Regions from separate parts of the Gasterosteus aculeatus genome. Here region 2 is linked to region 1. Evidence: chromatin contacts called from public Hi-C data. All regions are on one chromosome and are shown on one strand. Each heading gives the region's core, a stretch centred on a gene start, on an enhancer-like site or on the middle of the called end of the contact. The rest is flanking DNA. Distances are from core to core; before and after follow the strand shown.

Evidence for each region. Hi-C and Micro-C count contacts between places; a contact is called where the count stands out from the background.
Region 2: a contact with region 1 is called in a Hi-C map of skeletal muscle, with 5 times the contacts expected there. The contact joins two enhancer-like sites. A contact is called at or near these places in 4 of 6 Hi-C or Micro-C datasets (liver, skeletal muscle and whole body).

Annotation. Positions count from the first base shown.
Region 1 is chr8:13,496,568-13,500,900 of fGasAcu3.hap1.1, reverse strand. The region is part of intron 19 of LOC120824260 (adhesion G protein-coupled receptor D2); the gene reads right to left. Among protein-coding and RNA genes, the nearest start is that of LOC120824260, 17 kb to the right of the region's middle. Within about 2 kb of position 2,265, at least 1 of the 9 cell types and tissues checked has open chromatin away from gene starts, as enhancers often do.
Region 2 is chr8:13,637,367-13,641,699 of fGasAcu3.hap1.1, reverse strand. No RefSeq gene overlaps it. Among protein-coding and RNA genes, the nearest start is that of nr5a2, 30 kb to the right of the region's middle. Within about 2 kb of position 2,334, at least 1 of the 9 cell types and tissues checked has open chromatin away from gene starts, as enhancers often do.

The DNA of each region.
Region 1 (4,333 bases), core at 1,016-3,515:
AGGAGCAACACTGTATTGATCACATCTATATCGTGGATTCACTCTGATGTCACGCTCCACTAACCAAGTGTGTGAGTGTGTGTTTATGGAAGATGGAGGGTTCTGCATTTGTTTCAATGGAAACGTTGAAACCTTAAGTTAAATCTATGCCTCATTGTGAGCGGCTGCTTTCGCAGACAATTTGTCTTTGGGTTATGGGGTGTCTATGGCTTTGGATGGTCTGATGTAAACCAGTGCACTATTTTACTTTCAAATCTATCAAAAATAGATATATTCATAGAAATGAAAAAGAAAAATTGTAAGAAGGTTTCAAGAGAGTGATTTTCAAAGTGTTAAATAATTATACTAATTGACAAAATGTCCTTGTTTGTTGCAAACCTGAAAGAGAGCTGTCCTTTCACAAAGAGCTTATAAAAAAAGTCAGGTCAGTGCTGTGCACCATTCTCTTTTGAATTACCACACTAATATACAATTATTGCATTCTTCATAGATGTCCACAGTTTGTTTTCTTAAGTCAGATTTAGCCCTGAGTGAAATAATAAATAGTAAAAGTCACTTCTAAAGCTTTGCTGAATGCCTGAAAAATCTCTGCCACTCGCCATCCTGTTCATTTCATGACAAATGCAAAAGCATCATTGTCATCAGGTCCTGCGATATAAAAGGCCTTAACGCGACGTGAATGAGACGGCTAAGCTAAATTCTCTCATTGATTTCTCTATATTTCTACACTGTAATGACAAGGCACAGGGTTGCCCTCCACAGGTAGAAAACTGACATAACAGGAATTAAAAGGTTACATTCTTGACAAATACTTTGCCTGCAAAGTTACCAAAACCCACCGGGTTTTGGGACTCACTTGCACCCTCGACAACTTGCGGAGGACGAACGTTACCCTAACATTTTCTTTTTGCCTCAGTTACTTCCTTCACCTCTCTACTTGGATTTCTCCCTCGCCTCCTCTTCCCTTCCCCCCCCCCCCACCAACCTCCTGCCGCAGCTCAAAGTTATTGATAGTTTAAAGTTATGGACTAATAATAAGATGGACACTGCATGGCCAAGAGCCTATTATACCCCAGGTAATGGATAGTGAGGGGGTTTTGAATGACATTGCCCAGAGATTGGATGACAAAGGGTGGAGCGATTTATGGCCGACGCAAAGAGCCCCCCCACCCCCCCCCGCCGCCGTCCATCTTCCCTCGCACACGCAGCCGCCCCGTGCTATTTATCTCTAGCTTGATAAAGAAGCAGATGAGGCATGCCGATATTTATGGTGAAGATCTTCATAAAAACTATCGGCTCAGTTTAAAAAGTTAGACTCGACCCGGAGGGACAGCAAATCAACTCAAAACTCTCTGTGCACCTTTTTCATGTTGTCTAAGGCAAACTACACACATTATTTGGCCTCTTTCTGATAAAAAGTCTCTTTTGGTTTGTTAATCTTACCGCAGTACACGCGGGAATATCATGAAAATAATACCCAATCTCTAGTTAACTACAGATGCAAATGAAGTGAAGAAACAAAGCAAGCCTGGTGTCTTCTTGTTTTGTCAATTCCAAACATTTAACAACTTTAAAAACTCCTGTGATGGAGTGGTGATGAGGTTTAAGAGATACAAGTACTTCCTAGATGTTACGGCACAGAGACTGAGCATCATGTGCCGTTTGTTAATGGAAAACCAGGAACAATCAAAAGCCCTGGTTGCAGAGGTCAGCGCAGCAGAGACGTCTACCGTGTATTGGCTCAAAGCGGCCTGCTCGGGTCTCTATTTAGAGAAGCAACAACAAAAGCAGAGGCACTTCAGACGCTGCTGTCGGGACGGAGGGCGAAGGGGAGAGGGACGGGCATGAGGGAGTGCAATGGAAAAGGCTTGTCAACATTATCTGCTTTATTGATTTAACAGTAAAGACTTGCCGCTTAAGCTTTATGTTGCTGCGGCTGGCCCCCTGGAAAATACAACAGCTTGCAAATAAAAAAAAAAACAATTTCCTAAAAAACTTGAGCATTTTTATTTTCATCTCCTGCCTAACAGCTCAGGTTTTGGCAAGCATTATAGTTACCGGTTCACACATTTCATCATGTTCATGAGTAGCCACGAAGAGTGGACCATGTGCAACTCTGCTCACTGTCTAAAAGAGATCGATAGCATTAAAAGAGGGAAACACCGTCGTCTACAGGGCCAACGGATGGGAATAGTAATGAGAAGTCTAATGCTGACAATGCTAGCAGGTTGATGTTGAGTTGCTACAATGTTTTTCACATTCATTAAATGCGTTACCATGCCAACACGGCTAAGTAATGGGACCAGATGGCCGCACTAAATGGAAGGTTACAGCATCAAGATGTGTACAATTCATCCTAGGGGAACCATGAATGTCGGTGTTAAATATCAGAGCAATCCGTCTCATGGTTGTGGATTCGTTTAAAAATAATGTCAACGTCATCGATTCATTAATTCAGTGCAAACCTGTGGGAGAATTAATCTCAGACCAAGAACAGCAGGTTTTCTCAAATTACGAGGCAAGAACGGGCAAAAGGCACCACTAGCTTTTTTACATGGAAGTAAGCGGGGCCCCTGGAACTTTGAGGCCCTGGGCCTGTGCTGCAGGCCTCACCAGTAATCCATTGATTTTCTGGGTCAAAGTCTTTGATCAATGCAAAAGATTGAAAGATGCGCAAAATAACCTTGATTATGATTATTCCTCTTGGCAAGGTGCCGTAACGTAGGAATTTGCATTTTACATTACGATTCAATTTGAAAAAGGAATTTGTGTAGCTGTAACTAGAAGCCCTTCTATCAGCATTGATGCTGAACAGGGCGAACGAAAAGCAGACAATGTCATCAAAAGGGGAATGGGAGGAGGGGGGGTGGGGGGTTCTCCCAATCAAAGGACTTTTTCATTTCAATTTTTGATTTTTCCCTGTGCTGATGTGAGGGTTTCGACACAGACGTTGTTGCATGTGCACAGACTGTAAAGCCCTCTGAGGCAAATTTGTAAATTGCAATTTTGGGCTGTACAAAATAAGAATAATTGAATGTCGCTTTCCTGCCCATTTTAATGAATGAACAGAAACAACGCCAGAGCAAAGAGCACATAACCTAAAATTGTATAGAAATTCCCCCGAGAAGACACTACACCCCATGCGGACAGGAGAGCAGTGGGGTCAACAGAATGTGTCCCCGGAGCAGCGTGGGGCCTTTGTGTTCTGACCTGTTGAGGCGTAAAGAAACATTTACGTGGCCCTTTAGACCAAAGCAGCTGCTCGGGCCTCCTACAGCTACCCGAAAGCCCCGTCAACACACTCAAGAAACACACCAGAGGATCTGTGGTTTCTTTGTTGTGGAATCTATCTGAATTTGATTGTGTCCTGCGCAGCATGCATGACCAAAGGATCAAATAAGCAAAGTGTAATTACATGCAAAAGAGGACGCACAAGGCAAGATGAGCTCGAACTTTTTGAAGGCTCACAGACGGACGGACTAGCAGACAGGTAACAGACCAAGACAGGTAATAAAATAGGCGTACAGGTGGACAGCTGAGCAAACTGAGAGCGACAAACAAATATAACAGGATAGAAATCCATACGTGTTGACATGTGAAGTCGAATAATAAGTATTACTGTCGACATGGAAAAAAATATAATTAGATATGAGGGGGAAACTATTGACAAAACTATTTATGGCAACCAAGGGGCCATGCTTAGTGATCGGACTGCAGCTAAAACCTCGATCGATTTTCTCCTTAAATATACAGCTCAATTAAAGATACAGCTGATTAAAAGACGAGTACGAATCGCAGCGGCGGATTTGGACTTCCTGCCGCAGTCAGAGAATTGCGTGATTTCCTCCTCACCTCCTCCTTCATCACTGCAGTGCAGGGGGAAAAATAAGCGACAAAGGTTTTATTCTTTTTCCATGTGAAAACCAATATTTCACAATTTTTAAGTAAAGATATGTTGGCCACAGATATATTGCTCTTGGCAGAATTTGTTCGAATTTTAATATGTACTACGTATCTACAGAGTGGTTGAAAATATTCCATTCTCAAAACTTTTGACAAAACAACCCATTGAATTTCAGCACTAAAAGCATAAAATCAACGCTGACGGGGCATAAACAACAACAATAATGGTGACCTCTAAGTACATAAAGCAAAAATAATCAAACGAACAACGACAATTCAACTTGCCTTGTTAAAAACGAAGCACCTGCTTAACACAAGTCAGACCAAGGCTCATTTTCCCCTCTCTGCTTCAGCCTTGTCACTGACAAATAAAAACCTTGACAGTTTGTGTGCCCTCGCCACCAGAGAAGGGAGGAATGTATAATGGAAA
Region 2 (4,333 bases), core at 1,085-3,584, 140 kb before region 1:
CTTTTTCCAGCTGCACAGATTTACAGGTGCCACTGACCTTTTCATCGTAGGAAGTCTCCACAACCGCCTGGGCCTCCCTTCATAGGCTCTCATCCATCTATCTATTGCTCACCACCACCCCCCCCCACCCTCCCCGCGCGCCTCAAAACACCCAACCCACCCGCCCCCTTACTGTAAAACCAAAGAAATACCCCTCGGCTGGAAAAACAGGAACCGTCCTGAATAACTGCGTCTTGCCAGCTATACGTTGAAAGGGGAGCTGTGTGGCTTGCATCTGTCTTGCATAACCCCACACTGGTCTGCTCCTAAAAAAAGAAGTTAACGGGAGGTGTAACGTAACACCTGCTGCTCGGTAGACATTTCTTTCCAAGTGTATTATTATACCATTGATTCTTGCATTTATATTATACAAGTGTGAGTTCAGACTCTGTCAATGCCAACCAACGGAGGAATGAGTCCGACTAATGAGCACCCTTTGGACCTGAAAACTTTCTCCTATTTACAAAGCTGCAACCACTGTAACACATTACGCCAGATTATTTCAATATGTTTTGTTAGGAGTCAACTTGAGCGACCAAAGGATCTTTCTGGATCTTTCGTTTTTTTTTCCATCTCTAGTATTTCTGTAATTTTCTGTTTTCAATCTGAATGTTTCTAAGGAACCACATCCTTGTCTGTATCGCTAGAGTATAACAAAAATGAACAGAGCCTTTGTCTAAGTGGTACACAGATTCCAGCCAAATCTAGTTGACACATCCCATCACAATGAGTGTGTATGTGTGTGTGTGCGTGTGTGTAGGGGGGGTGTTTGCATACGTAAATGTGTATATGTGTGCATGTGCTTGGGAATATATACGTGAAGACAAACAGTATCAGTACGATCAAACAATCAGGTCAAAAAGAAGCACAAACCGTCGTCAGCATGTCCGACCAAAGAAAGACAGAAGTTGGTATTTCATCTCCAGAGAAGCCAGGAACAAATTCTTGTGTTCTGGTTTTGTGAAGTTACCTTTGACTAACAATTCTAAAAAGTTCAACGTTGAGAGCAAGTTGAAGTTTGATACGTGTTTAAAGTAAGACAGCCGATAATGTTTAAGGCGCAATAAACATTACAAAATGTCAGAGAAATATGCAACAGTAATGCAAACACACAGTAATTCCAAAAGTGCTGTTTTGCCAGAAGAGATTGGAGGGATATGAGAAGTGCCAGAAGAGGGAGTGAGACGGCGCATCGACGCAGCCAAGAGATGTGATCCATGACCGGATTATCATAGTTGATAAAAATACGGAGCAGAAAGGATACGGGTATTTCCAGAAGAATCAAACACGACCTGCTGATGTGCATTCAGTCCGCGTTGGATCCGTTTAGACTCCAGTCTGTGGGGAAGCGACAAAGTCCGGGGCCGGGGAAGCCGTAAAGCCCCAACCGCTGCTCTGCACTGCTCCCATGTGGCGGTTACAGCTGTTTAGCACCGTTGCCACCGTTAGCACCTTTAGCTGAGTTGCCGGCTAGCCGTCAACATTTTGATAGCAATTGAAAGTCAAACCAAACGCTCCCAAATCTCGGATCTTGCATCTTTAACGTGGCATTAAACCCTCGGTTTTACAGTATATCTGGTTAATGTGCTTATCGACTGACTTGATAGCTCCAAAAACGCAGGAACACAGGGCAAAGTTGGCTCACACTGCGCTATTCAAAGTGGCCGTTAACATCTCCTCATCAAATAGATTAGTGCAAATAGCCTCTTAGATGCCTGAAAGCCAATTACACCTCCATTGTTGTAATAATGAACTCATGAACCCAGCTTTATTGGAAAAGGTTGAGATTGGAATCAATACGAATGGACCGGAGAGGCGAGGGGCGCAGTGAGCAAGATTCACTGCACAGTCGGAAAAGCTTCCCCAAACTTAAATTTATTTGGATGTCAATGGGTTCCCACAAAATCCATCTAGCTGGCCTGCTCAGCCTATATTGCTTATTTGCAGACCGTGATAGAAGTAGTATAGGTGGACAAATTCAGCTGCTTAAGATGGATATTTACACATTTGTAAAATAGCACGTCAAGGTAATGACACAATAATTAATCTATGTTACAGGTCCAACTTGAAAATGTGCATAATATAGCTATTAGTTTTTGTGGATCGATCCCAGGGGAATCATTCATGGGTTCTGAGAAAAGAAGTAAATTTGCCTGGCACAAGTCTGACACACACACACACACACACACACACACACACACACACACACACACACACACACACACACACACACACACAAACAAGATCCAGGATCCCAGCAAACTAAATGGAATCCTTCCAGCCTTTAGCCCAAATGGGATCAAAGTACATTGACCCCATGTACCCCATTAAGGTGAATTAATTTGCCTGCATATCAAAACACTATTAAAAGACTGCGGTCAGAGTCAAGTAAAGGCTGACATTATATTGATTTCCGAGGTCAGATACACAGGCAGAGAAATGGAATTCAGTGCGAGTACATTTACTGGACACTGCGAGATTGGATCCCTCCGGAGCAGATGGGTATGAGCAAACAACGCCAGTGGCAGAGCCAACTGAGCCATACAGTTTTCTGTCACTCTTTCTTACCCACATAGATGGAGCAGTAGATTTTCGAGCAATGTGTAATTGATGAAGCAAAAATACAGCAAAGGCATTATGCATTTGGCCTCCAAAAACACACACTGCCTATTATACTCAGTAGACGATGATGATGAAATGTTCATAGCTGCTTTATTGCTTTGTTTCAAACAACATCCGTACAGGTGCTGCAACTTTAACACAAACAAACTCGCAATTCCATCATAAACCCCTTTTCGTCGAGAAGTATAGTTGAATGCCGGGACATAAAAGGCATTTATCTCTGATTCATAAAATGTTTACAGTTGGCTTTTCTTGAGTGGGAATGCTATTGTAAAAGCGTAACACAGAGGAGAAAAACAGGCGGCATTTTACAATCACAACACCCTTCCAGTTGATGACTTGGCTTTAAACTCATCCTATTCGTTCTTGGAAAACCGAATAACGTCACCTCGCCTACTTGCATACAAACACAAACACTGCAGTCCTGAATTTGAACTTTGATCTCTAGGCATTTTAAGGCGTGCATTGTTTTTTGTCCAGTAGCATCAAGGGATAAGAAACAAAAGTCTTCTGTGTTTGGCAAGATGGCCCCCCGGCCACAGGGTCCTTTCTGATCCGGACGTTTTGTGTGGTTTGTCCCCTTTCCTGGTAAACAGTGCCCTACCTGACGCCTTTCCCTAACATGGGGATACTGGCACGGGATCCTCAGGATGGGACGCAACCGTTTTCAGCACTTCCTTGCGTCACTACCCCCCTCACCCCCTCTCTCTGAAGTGCGACTCCTGCGTGTTTTATTGCCAGGCCTGGGTGAGCATGAAAACAAACGGGGGTCCGACTCAAAAGCTTTGATCTCCCGTTTCCTGGTTCATTATTTACGTCTGTTTCTCACGGAGCATTTTTTTTTTTCACATGATTATTATGCGCTTCCTCGGACATTTTCAGCCCGACCTCCAGACAATGCGCTTCACTTTAATGGTTTCTTCTTGCAGGAAGCTATAAAGGACTTTCGAGTTATCGTCTCTTTTTTTTTGATTGATTGATAATACAAACATAAAAAAATGACTAACAGGTGAATCGTTATGTTTACAAATTGCTAACTTCCGGTATGGTGTGTTAAATATGGAACTAGTACTTTCAGTAGTAGAATGAGTTGTATAAGATGCAATATTCAATATTTCTAATGCCCATTTGAGTAAACACCTTGTCTGCTCAGAGACAAAATGCAGATAAAACATTCAGAGTGGTTAAGAAATTGTATATTTTTTAAAACGGAAATTTTCATACAATTCAACATTCTGATTTCTTATTGTAAACACTGTGTGGACAAATATTATTGCTTGAATTTGCATGGTCCAAGATTGTAGTTTGAAGATCTGCTTCCACACCAGCTCTGAGCTAGACACACCAATATGCGAGGGGGTACGGGTTGGGGGGGGGGCAAAAGTTTGATGAAATGACCAAAAACTGAAAAGATAAAACATTTGAGTCAGTTGCAATTAACCGGAGTGCATCACAGGTCTGAGCGGTGGGCTGAACAGCAGGTCTCTCACCTTGACCCAGCTCCACCAGCTCAGCAGAAAGATCAAAAAGGCCTGTCCTCGGTGGAAACCACTGCCCTGTTTGAGCCAAGCTGGTGGATGTCATTAGGGACCCTGCCACGGAGGGTCAACCGCAGGGCCCAGTTTGTGTCCTGGGTTGAATTTGATGTATGATCCAGGAGTTTTTTGGGCAA